2 separate regions of the Podarcis muralis genome follow, and region 1 is linked to region 2. The links are chromatin contacts, called in public Hi-C maps. All regions are on one chromosome and are shown on one strand. Each heading gives the region's core, a stretch centred on a gene start, on an enhancer-like site or on the middle of the called end of the contact. The rest is flanking DNA. Distances are from core to core; before and after follow the strand shown. Region 1 holds the start of TOP3B (DNA topoisomerase III beta). Region 2 holds the start of CCDC116 (coiled-coil domain containing 116).

Region 1 (4,580 bases), core at 850-3,349, 190 kb before region 2:
GAATTCAATGGGGATTTACTCCCAAGTTGTGTGAATGGGATTCCAGACCAAATTGATTTAAATGCTACTACAAAAATACTGCCAAAACAACAAGCAAGGGTTTTAAATAAAAAGGATGTAGATCCCTCCTAACCTCTTGAAAGGATTTTGGCTATGGACTGAGCCAGAGAAGGCTTCTCTGCTACCATAAGAACCGTCTTCATCTTCTGCCGGTAGTGAAAAGGGTAATCAAATCTCAAGAAAATTCTGTCTTGTCAACCTAAAGAGAGAAAACAAATCCTGTTTATCACTTATTTGGACTGGTGACCTGGAGATTCAGTATTTCCCCTCTCAATTTTTTGTTTCACAAGTACACTGAAAAGCAACTATATATCACCCAGTATTCACATCTTCACAAATCCCAGTATGTAGTAAAGTGATATTTTTTTAAAGGTCTCTTCCAGCTAAATTATGAGAGTAACAGTTCAACCCCTATACATGTCTGCCAAGAAGCAAGCCCCATGGAATTTAAATATGTATAGTACATTGCACATAAATATAAAAAAGGTTCATTCCATTTTATGCAGAGCTTACTTGATGGGAATTCTATGGAGCTGCCATACTCAAAAATAAGGAGAAGTAACACTAATCTCTTTGAAAAAAGGAAAATAGCAAAGATTATTGGTTGAGCAAACATTATGCTAACTCTCCAGTTTGAATAAAATATGGGAACGATGATACGGGCTTTTTAAATGCCTGTAAACAGTTCAGAGTTAGTTGTTCTATAAATTTATTAAGACTGGATATGTGAGAAAACCAGCAAAATAGACAGGAGACGACTTCATTTTGCAACTCTGAAATGATTTCAGGAATTGTCAAAATTCAGCAACAGACCATGCAATCCATTCTCAAAGTGGATACATGCCCAGCCAAAAGTACTGAGATTCCAAGAACCATTCATAGTCTGATGCTGCAAAGATTCACATTTCTCATCAAGCTCATGGTTCAGGCATGTTTTAACAGCTCCGTGGACTCTATTAGGAGCATTTCATGTATGCACATTGAAAAACATCATTATCTGTCCCAGAATATATTCACCAGGCAAGTAATAATTCAAACTAACACCCATGTTTATTCTAATTTCTAAGCCTCCCTATCTCCAAAGGTCCAAATTAGGTAATCCTATTTTTTAAAATAATATCTGTAGAACTCACACACAATCTGCTATTAATAATTCCATTTCCGCGGAAGAGTGGCTCTCCAATGCTTGCAAACAGGACTGCGGCCTTAATGTTTTAAATTTCAGTTCCAATATACCTTGCCAATCAATCAATCAATCAATCAATCAATTGCTTACAGTAAGTCAAAATGCATCGTTGACCAAAAAAATTAAATAAAATCCAATATATTAACCTGGTTATTTTGCCTCCCTGTATAAGACATTTCATATTTTATTTTGCAATGCTACGCAAGCAGGCAGCAAACGCCCCCGAATCCCGCCATGCTTCCTTCCAAGCAAACACGTAAACGAGGCCTTCGCGAGGACAGTCGCGCTTCGCGTGTATTCAGTATCAGATACACACGATACGCTCCTCCCCTGCACCGAGGAAGTAATTCGCTGCACCACCTTGCCTGCAAGGCCTCTCCTCTCTCTTACAAGTTCTTACCAGGAATTGAAAAAGGCGCCGTTTCCAAATAAAAGAAATCAGCAGCTTCCACGCCGACGCCACACGAATTTGGGGGTTTTGCTTGGGTTTTTCAAAATAATAGTAATAAATAATCATAATCACGTCGTTTCCCCTGCCTCTCCCCCTCCCTCAGCTCGCGCTAAAAGGCGGCCCAGCATGGAAGCGGATTGCGGGGCGGGGGGGGGGGCGTTGGAGAAGCGCCCCCTGGCACCCCCTTCAAAATGCCCCCCACCCCACATCTCCTCGCTCCTTCTCCCCACACAGGCGAGGCGGGCGGCCCTACTCACCCGGCGGGGCGGCCTCAGAAGGCGGCGGCAGCGGCGGCCATTGCCGAGGCTTCCACTGCCGGGTCACCCTCGGGCCCTCCCTTTCCCAGGCGTGGATGGAGGAGAGGCGGAGATGCTCCTGGTACCTTGCATCCCTCCAGGCATCTCCGTTGCCATAGAAACGCCCCCTCCTCCAACTTCCCTCTTCCCTTCTCCTTTCTCTGCCCCGCGCCGCTCGGCTCGAGGTGTCTCTCTCTCTGTGTGTGGTTGGTTTTTAAGCGCACAACACACACACATACACCCGGTGTGGGGACTGACTGACTCGTTTCTTTCCAAACCACGACACGGATTTCGTTTCGTTTTTTCCCCCTATACAAAAACGTGATGTGCCCCACAAATAGTAAAAAAGGTAACACGGGAGAACCGGGGGGAAAGTCACGGCCCAGCTTGAAAACGCACCGAAGTCAAAATGCTATAAACTCGGCTCTCTGAGCAGCTGGGTAGGCTTGCCTAAGCAAGAAAGTTTTTAGCATTGTTGTTAATAATTATTGTTTTTTATATATTCATTCATTCATGCCCTGTTCCCCCCCACCGCAGGACTCAGGGAAAATTATGTATTTTAAAATTTTCATAATAATAAAAATGCATCCTTATAACTGCTATTGTTATCATTAAGGCATTGCTGCATTTGTTTGTTTGTTATTATTTCTAATCATAATAATTAATGCATTATTTCCTGTTTCTTTTACTCATTTTTAGATTTTGTAATGATAAGATTAATACTCAGTTTTATTACAGGTATTAGTAATGTATTGTTATAATGATCATTTATTATTTATTTTTAAATTCTACTTCGATAAAGTGCATTTCTATCAAAGTTCTGTTTCTTTGTTTTTGCAATAGTATAGGGTATTATTATTGTGTTGTTTATTTTTATTAATTTTTTACAATTTAGAATAATCATAGAATTATTATTAGTATTATTAGTCTACATTTTCTCCAAGGAGCTCTGAAGTAGATTTACAGCAATCTTTCTCATCTTCTTTTTATTATTCTGTTATGTACTGAAGTTCTCACCCTGGGCCAGCAGGGGGATACTGTAGATAGTTATGCAAATGAAGGATCGAAAGTGATGTTCAGTGATTGGATAGTTTGTATGCAAATGAAGGATCGAAAGTGACGTTCAGTGATTGGATAGTTTTAGAAAATGGCAACAGTTACATTGTCTGGAGCTCTATATAAGCAGGCTGACTGAGCTCCTCAGACAGTTCTGTTCCAGCTTACAAATAAAGAGCTGCTTTGGAAGAATCGCTGTGTCGTCTGCTATGTCTACCCACAACTTAACATATTCTGTATTATTTTATTGCATTTATATCCCACCAAGTATATCCCAAATAATGAATAAGAATTATTCACTGTTTTATTGCATTTATATCCAAGGAGCAGAAGGTCCAAGGAGTATACAGTTCTCCACTTCTCCATTCTATCCGCACAACAGACCTGTAGGGTAGGCCCTGCTGAGACACTGCGGCTGGCCCAAGGTTACCCTCTGAGCTTTGTGGCTAAGTGTGGGATTTGAACCATTTTATATTCACAGCAACTATGTGAGGTGGAAACAATAAGGAGTCTTGTGGGACCTTAGAGACCTTGTGGCATTATCTTTTGCGGGCTACGTTCTTCTTTATCAGATGTATGACGTTTTATCCTGATTTGCAGGTACACATGGTATGACAAGGCACGCGGGTGGCGCTGTGGGTAAAAGCCTCAGCGCCTAGGGCTTGCCGATCGAAAGGTTGGCGGTTCGAATCCCCGCGGCAGGGTGTGCTCCCGCTGCTCGTTCCCAGCGCCTGCCAACCTAGCAGTTCGAAAGCACCCCCGGGTGCAAGTAGATAAATAGGGACCGCTTACTAGCGGGAAGGTAAACGGCATTTCCGTGTGCTGCGCTGGCTCGCCAGAGCAGCGATGTCACGCTGGCCACGTGACCCGGAAGTGTCTCCGGACAGCGCTGGCCCCCGGCCTCTTGAGTGAGATGGGCGCACAACCCCAGAGTCTGTCAAGACTGGCCCGTACGGGCAGGGGTACCTTTACCTTTACCTATGGTATGACAAAGGGACTTCAAACAGTGAGGCCAGAGGGAAATGAAATGCAGTCAGTGAAAAGTACCTAATTAATAGTGGTAATTCCCAAAACAATTGTTAACAACACAGGCATCCTGGCACTGGTAAGCCAATTAACATAAAAATGTTAAAAATGTTGGGTGCCTCCGATTCCTGAACCCATAACACTCATCTCCTTCTGTGCTCTCAAGAAAGAGTGTGAAATTAGGAAAGAACACAATACAGTAGTACCTCGGGTTAAGAACTTAATTCGTTCCAGAGTTCTTAACCTGAAACTGTTCTTAACCTGAAGCACCACTTTAGCTAATGGGGCCTCCTGCTGCTGCCACGCCGCCACCGCATGATTTATGTTCTCATCCTGAAGCAAAGTTCTTAACCTGAGGTACTATTTCTGGGAGTCGGTAACCTGAAGCGTCTGTAACACGAGGTACCACTGTATTGTTCCTTGAAACACTAACAAACTATTGCAAGCAAATCATCTCATTGCCACAAACGAGCACGAAGCAAGTGAAACAATTCCATTCCATTCC
Region 2 (4,983 bases), core at 1,376-3,875:
AACTATCCTATGTCCTTGCACATGCATTATAGAATTGCTGGATATAGTACACCTCTTCCACACCCATAAACACCTCCCCACACACACACAGCAGGCTTTTCTGTAGCGGATCCAGACATTTTGTGCAGAAGTTTATTTCCGTGCATGGATTACATTGGCTGGATCAGAGCGGGGAACTCTCAGCGCGGCGCGGGAGGTCCGATCCGTCAAGAAAGTCCTCCAAATACCTCTGCGTGGAATCCTCCGGAAACTCCCTCCCTGGGCCTCTCATTTAGCCTCGGGAGCCTGGCGGCATATTTATCCAGGAGGGACATTTCCCCTTCGAGCCTAGGCTCCCTTCTGCTCGTGAGACATGCTTCCCAGTCGTCTTCAGAGCTGGAAGTGGCCGAGGTGGTGTGGTACCTAGACTGCGAGCTGCAGGAGAAGGACCACGACCTGCTGTCCATGCTGGAGCCAGATTCTTCTTCGATATCAAATATCGGGTCTCCATCCTCGGTCGTCACTCGCCGCAGCTTCCGCACGGCATCCTCGACGATGTTCTGAAGGCTTTCCAGGACCTCCTCGTCAGCTAAGAAATCCACAAACTCCGAGAATTCGTTGGCGAGGTGGCTGCTTTCGCCGTGACTGCTGGAGCGCTGCTTTCGTTTCCCTTTGCCTGGGCTGAAAGCTCTGAACTCAGAAGCTGTGGTGGCGGCGAACTGGTCCCGGAATTGGCAGCGGGAAGGTGGCCTCAGGATGTTCCTCCAGTCAGAGGGATCTCCTTGTCTCAGCTGTAGACAAGGAAAAACCAGGGTGAAAAGGGGAATCGGGTCTGAAGTTACTGGGACTGTATCAAAAATGCATGTAACGCCAGCAATGTAGGCAGTGATATAGTGGAGGGGAAAACACAGGGGTGTGTAGTTCTGGGACTTTTTTCAGAGCAGGAATTATGACAGCTTTGGCCTGGGTAATTGGCAGCTCTGGTGAGTGGAGGAGGTGATAATAAGGCTTTCAAGTTATTTTGTGGCAGATTAGTCAGAGGAAACAAGCAGGTAGAGGCTAGTCACTGCTTTCCTTTCCTTTGTTGGTGGTCCCTACTTCATGCTAGCAATTTAAATGGTAACACTTCCTTTTGCAATTATTTGAATTTTTCATTGAAAGCCAATGTTTACATTTCAGTTGGCTTTTGTTGAAGTTCAATGGGTTTTACAAGTTGAACCAATGCCATCAGAAGCAAACATTACTGACAGCTGAGTGGTGCTTAGCCCCAGTAAGAGGTCAACAAAGCTGTCGATTTTGGTTCTCTAGTTTTCTCATTTTTCAGTCTTAATTTCAGCTCTCCGCATTTCTGCAGCAATTTGCCTTTTTAAAAAACCCATGAAAATATATCAGCAGAGTGCAAATTTCTCCTGATGAACACAGGTTTGCATGCAGTTTTGACTAATATACACATTTTTGCAAGCAATTTCCTTAAAAGCTAATGCATCTGTGTGTGCTATTTTCACAAATGTATGCATTCTGTGCATGTTTTCTCGTTCATAGATGAATATTCTTTAAAGAACCGCATTGCAAAATTCAGGTAAAGGTAAAGGTAAAGGGACCCCTGACCATTAGGTCCAGTCGTGACCGACACTGGGGTTGCGGCGCTAATCTCGCTTTATTGGCTGAGGGAGCCGGCATACAGCTTCCGGGTCATGTGGCCAGCGTGACTAAGCCGCTTCTGGCGAACCAGAGCAGCACACGGAAACGCCGTTTACCTTCCCGCCGGAGCGGTACTTATTTATCTGCTTGCACTTTGATGTGCTTTCGAACTGCTAGGTTGGCAGGAGCAGGGACTGAGCAATGGGAGCTCACCCCGTTGCGGGGATTCGAACCGCCGACCTTCTGATCGGCAAGTCCTAGGCTCTGTGGTTTAACCCACAGCGCCACCCATGTCCCCAAAATTCAGGTAGGTTCAGATAAAACTGGTTTCCTTAAAACCAGACCCACAATTCTCAACTTGTGCCTTCTAGTGGTAATGAGCTGTACATCTGAGGCATGGGGAACAACTAACAGTGACTCCCCTGAAGACCTCTATGATTCGGCAGGAATATAAGGGATCAGGCAGTCCTTGAGGTATCCTGGACGGCAGCTGGCTCTGCTACTGCCCACCATTTTCAGTCCTGCCACCCCCTCCTGCCACCTAAGATTGACAAGTCCAATGTCAAAGTAGGGCAGCACCAGAGGGCACTTGGTGCGTTTATTACGCCACTTTTTACTCCATGAAGCTCAAGGTGACTGCCATATTCGGTTCTCCCCTTCCTCATTTAACCCCTACAACAACCCTGTGAGGTAGGTTAGGCTGAGAGTCAGTGACTGGCCCAAGGTCAGCCAGTGAGCTTTATGGCTGAGTAGGGATTCGAACCCTGGGCTCCCAGGTCACAGTCCAACACTCTAACCACTACACTACACTGGCTCAGCTTGCGTGACTCCCCTTCCTCGAATGGGATGGCCCATTTCTGTCTCCCTTTGGGCCTTACCTGAGGTCCCCTGAGGCTCTCATCATCTGCCAGATAGCCGGAATATCTACGACTCACCATGGTGCTGAAAGGACAGCGGCTGTCCCCGCCTCTCTTTTCACACCTTCTGTCTCCTCTTCCTGCACAAACAAACACACAAAAATAGGAGTGTTGTTATTATTTTACGAGACGCGGGTGGCGCTGTGGGTTAAACCACAGAGCCTAGGACTTGCTGATCAGAAGGTCGGCGGTTCGAATCCCTCGACGGGGTGAGCTCCCCTTGCTCAGTCCCTGCTCCTGCCAACCTAGCAGTTCGAAAGCACCTCAAAGTGCAAGTAGATAAATAGGTACCACTCCAGCGGGAAGGTAAACGGCGTTTCCGTGCACTGCTCTGGTTCGCCAGAAGCGGCTTAGTCCTGCTGGCCACATGACCCGGAAGCTGTACACCAGCTCCCTCGGCCAATAAAGTGAGATGAGCGCCGCAACCCCAGAGTCGGCCATGACTGGACCTAATGGTCAGGGGTCCCTTTACCTTTACCGTTACTATTATTTTACAAAGAGGGGTGTCAAAGTGGGGGAGCTACAGAATGAATCGCATCCATCGATTTGGATGCTTCCTTCAAAAGTGAATTCCTGATGAAAGGTCTAGGAAGGAAAGCGCTCATCAACATTTTCATAGAGGGAGAATATTTTGTGTGTGAATGATATCGGAGTTTGGTAGTGAAAGAGGAAAGATGTGGACCTGGCAAGGGACCGAGGGTTTCATATCGATATAAATATATACATACTTATAAACTGCCCGCACTTTCAAAACATCATGACGCCATACAGTAAAACTGTTAAAACGTTGTAAAATTACATAGCCATAAAAACAGAACGAATTGAGCTATGCTCAATCAATTCTATAAAAACACTCAGTGGAACCAAATAGTTTTAAGCAGGAGGTGAAATATCGAAATTGTAGTCGCCTGTTAGATTTCAGTAGCAGCAGTATTCCAGATTGGTGCCACTGCACTTGGTTTCATGAGGGCTAGAAACTCTGAAAGCAGAGGCAATTAATATACCGTATTTTTCGCTCTATAAGATGCACCAGACCATAAGACGCACCTAATTTTTGGAGGAGGAAAACAAGGGAAAAAATATTCTGAATCCCAGAAGCCAGAACAGCAAGAGGGATTGCTGCGCAGCGAAAGCAGCGATCCCTCTTGCTGTTCTGGCTTCTGGGATAGCTGCGCAGCCTGCATTCGCTCCATAAGACGCACACACATTTCCCCTTACTTTTTAGGAGGGAAAAAGTGAGTCTTACACAGCAAAAAATACGGTAGATAAATCCCAGTTCTAATGCACGTATGACAACCAAACCCTTCCATATCCAAGTATGTCCCATATGCGATGTGCCAGCCTTTTTTTAAAAAAACAAAAACTGCTACTCACAATTGTGTTCATTAAGGGTGAAAAATCCCAGATTATGAGAGGTGAGGCCGAGGTTTCTTTACCTCTCCAAATTCCTCGTTGAGGATCCTGCCCAGCGGGCTACCTAGCATCGAGGGGTTTTGCCAACGTGAGGAATTCTCTTGCCTCAAATGTTCACACGGAAGCCAAAGAACTGCTTATGCCTCTCAGAGAACCTTTCTCTGTCATTGTTAGGTAACGGATCCTGTCTGTTTGCCCGTGCGATTCCATTCATTTGCATAGAACATTCCTATCGCATAGCCCAGCTCTCAAAGCGCGAGTTCAACTAGCGCAAAGGTGGGGAGCCCTTTCCAGATCAGGGGCCACATTCCCTTCTAAGCAATGCCCAGAGGGCCAGGTGTGAAGGGTGGGCGTGGCCGGAGGCAAAAGGTGGGGGCGGAGCAATGAACACCAATCTTATCTTTCCACAGTGGGCTGGTTTCTACAAACACACAGACACGCCCCTCTCAGCCCTCCATCCAGATAAGTGAGACTAATGAGCAGAGATCAAGGACCCACTCCAACCAGCCAAAGGAGGATCCAAAATAGATCTGGTGAGGGGTGTGGTCTGGGAAGAGGGGGTGTGGCCTGGAGAGGAGGTGTGGTCTGATGAGAACATCAGGTACCTGATAGGGAGAGGCTTAGAGTGATGCATTTATGCCCTGGACTTGAGGTTCTCCAACCCTGAGCTAGTTTGTTGGTGTAAGAAATCCAGACTTGGAAGGCTTTCTCTGAAAGCACAATCTGAGGGAAATCACAGCCAGAGCTATATGTTGCATGTTTCTGAAAGACACTCTTCGTATCCTCCAGACATGGGCTTTTTTCAGCTGGAACTCAGTTCTGGCACCTCTCAGGTGGGCACCATGGCCAATTTAAGAGAACAAGGGAGGTTCTCGTGGTGAGTTCCGGCACCTCTTTTTCTAGAAAAATAGAACTGTGTATGACCCAGCTGCAGCTATTATTAAATGGTCAGGAGAGAAGGAATTACGAGCCTGGATCAGATGTTCTCCTAAAAGACAGGGCAGGATTTAGGCATCTTGCTTGGAGCAGGCAT

Evidence for each region. Hi-C and Micro-C count contacts between places; a contact is called where the count stands out from the background.
Region 1: a Hi-C map of tail shows a contact between it and region 2, with 4 times the contacts expected there. The contact joins the promoter of TOP3B here to the promoter of CCDC116 in region 2. A contact is called at or near these places in 2 of 3 Hi-C or Micro-C datasets (blood and tail).

What each region holds. Positions count from the first base shown.
Region 1 is chr16:29,091,954-29,096,533 of rPodMur119.hap1.1, reverse strand. TOP3B (DNA topoisomerase III beta) reads right to left here and starts at 2,099. Exons shown (of 18, transcript XM_028709911.2): 1 at 1,955-2,099; 2 at 134-259. The coding sequence starts at 203.
Region 2 is chr16:28,904,239-28,909,221 of rPodMur119.hap1.1, reverse strand. It overlaps CCDC116 (coiled-coil domain containing 116), which reads right to left and starts at 2,625. Exons shown (of 4, transcript XM_077920326.1): 1 at 2,499-2,625; 2 at 228-770. The coding sequence starts at 2,558.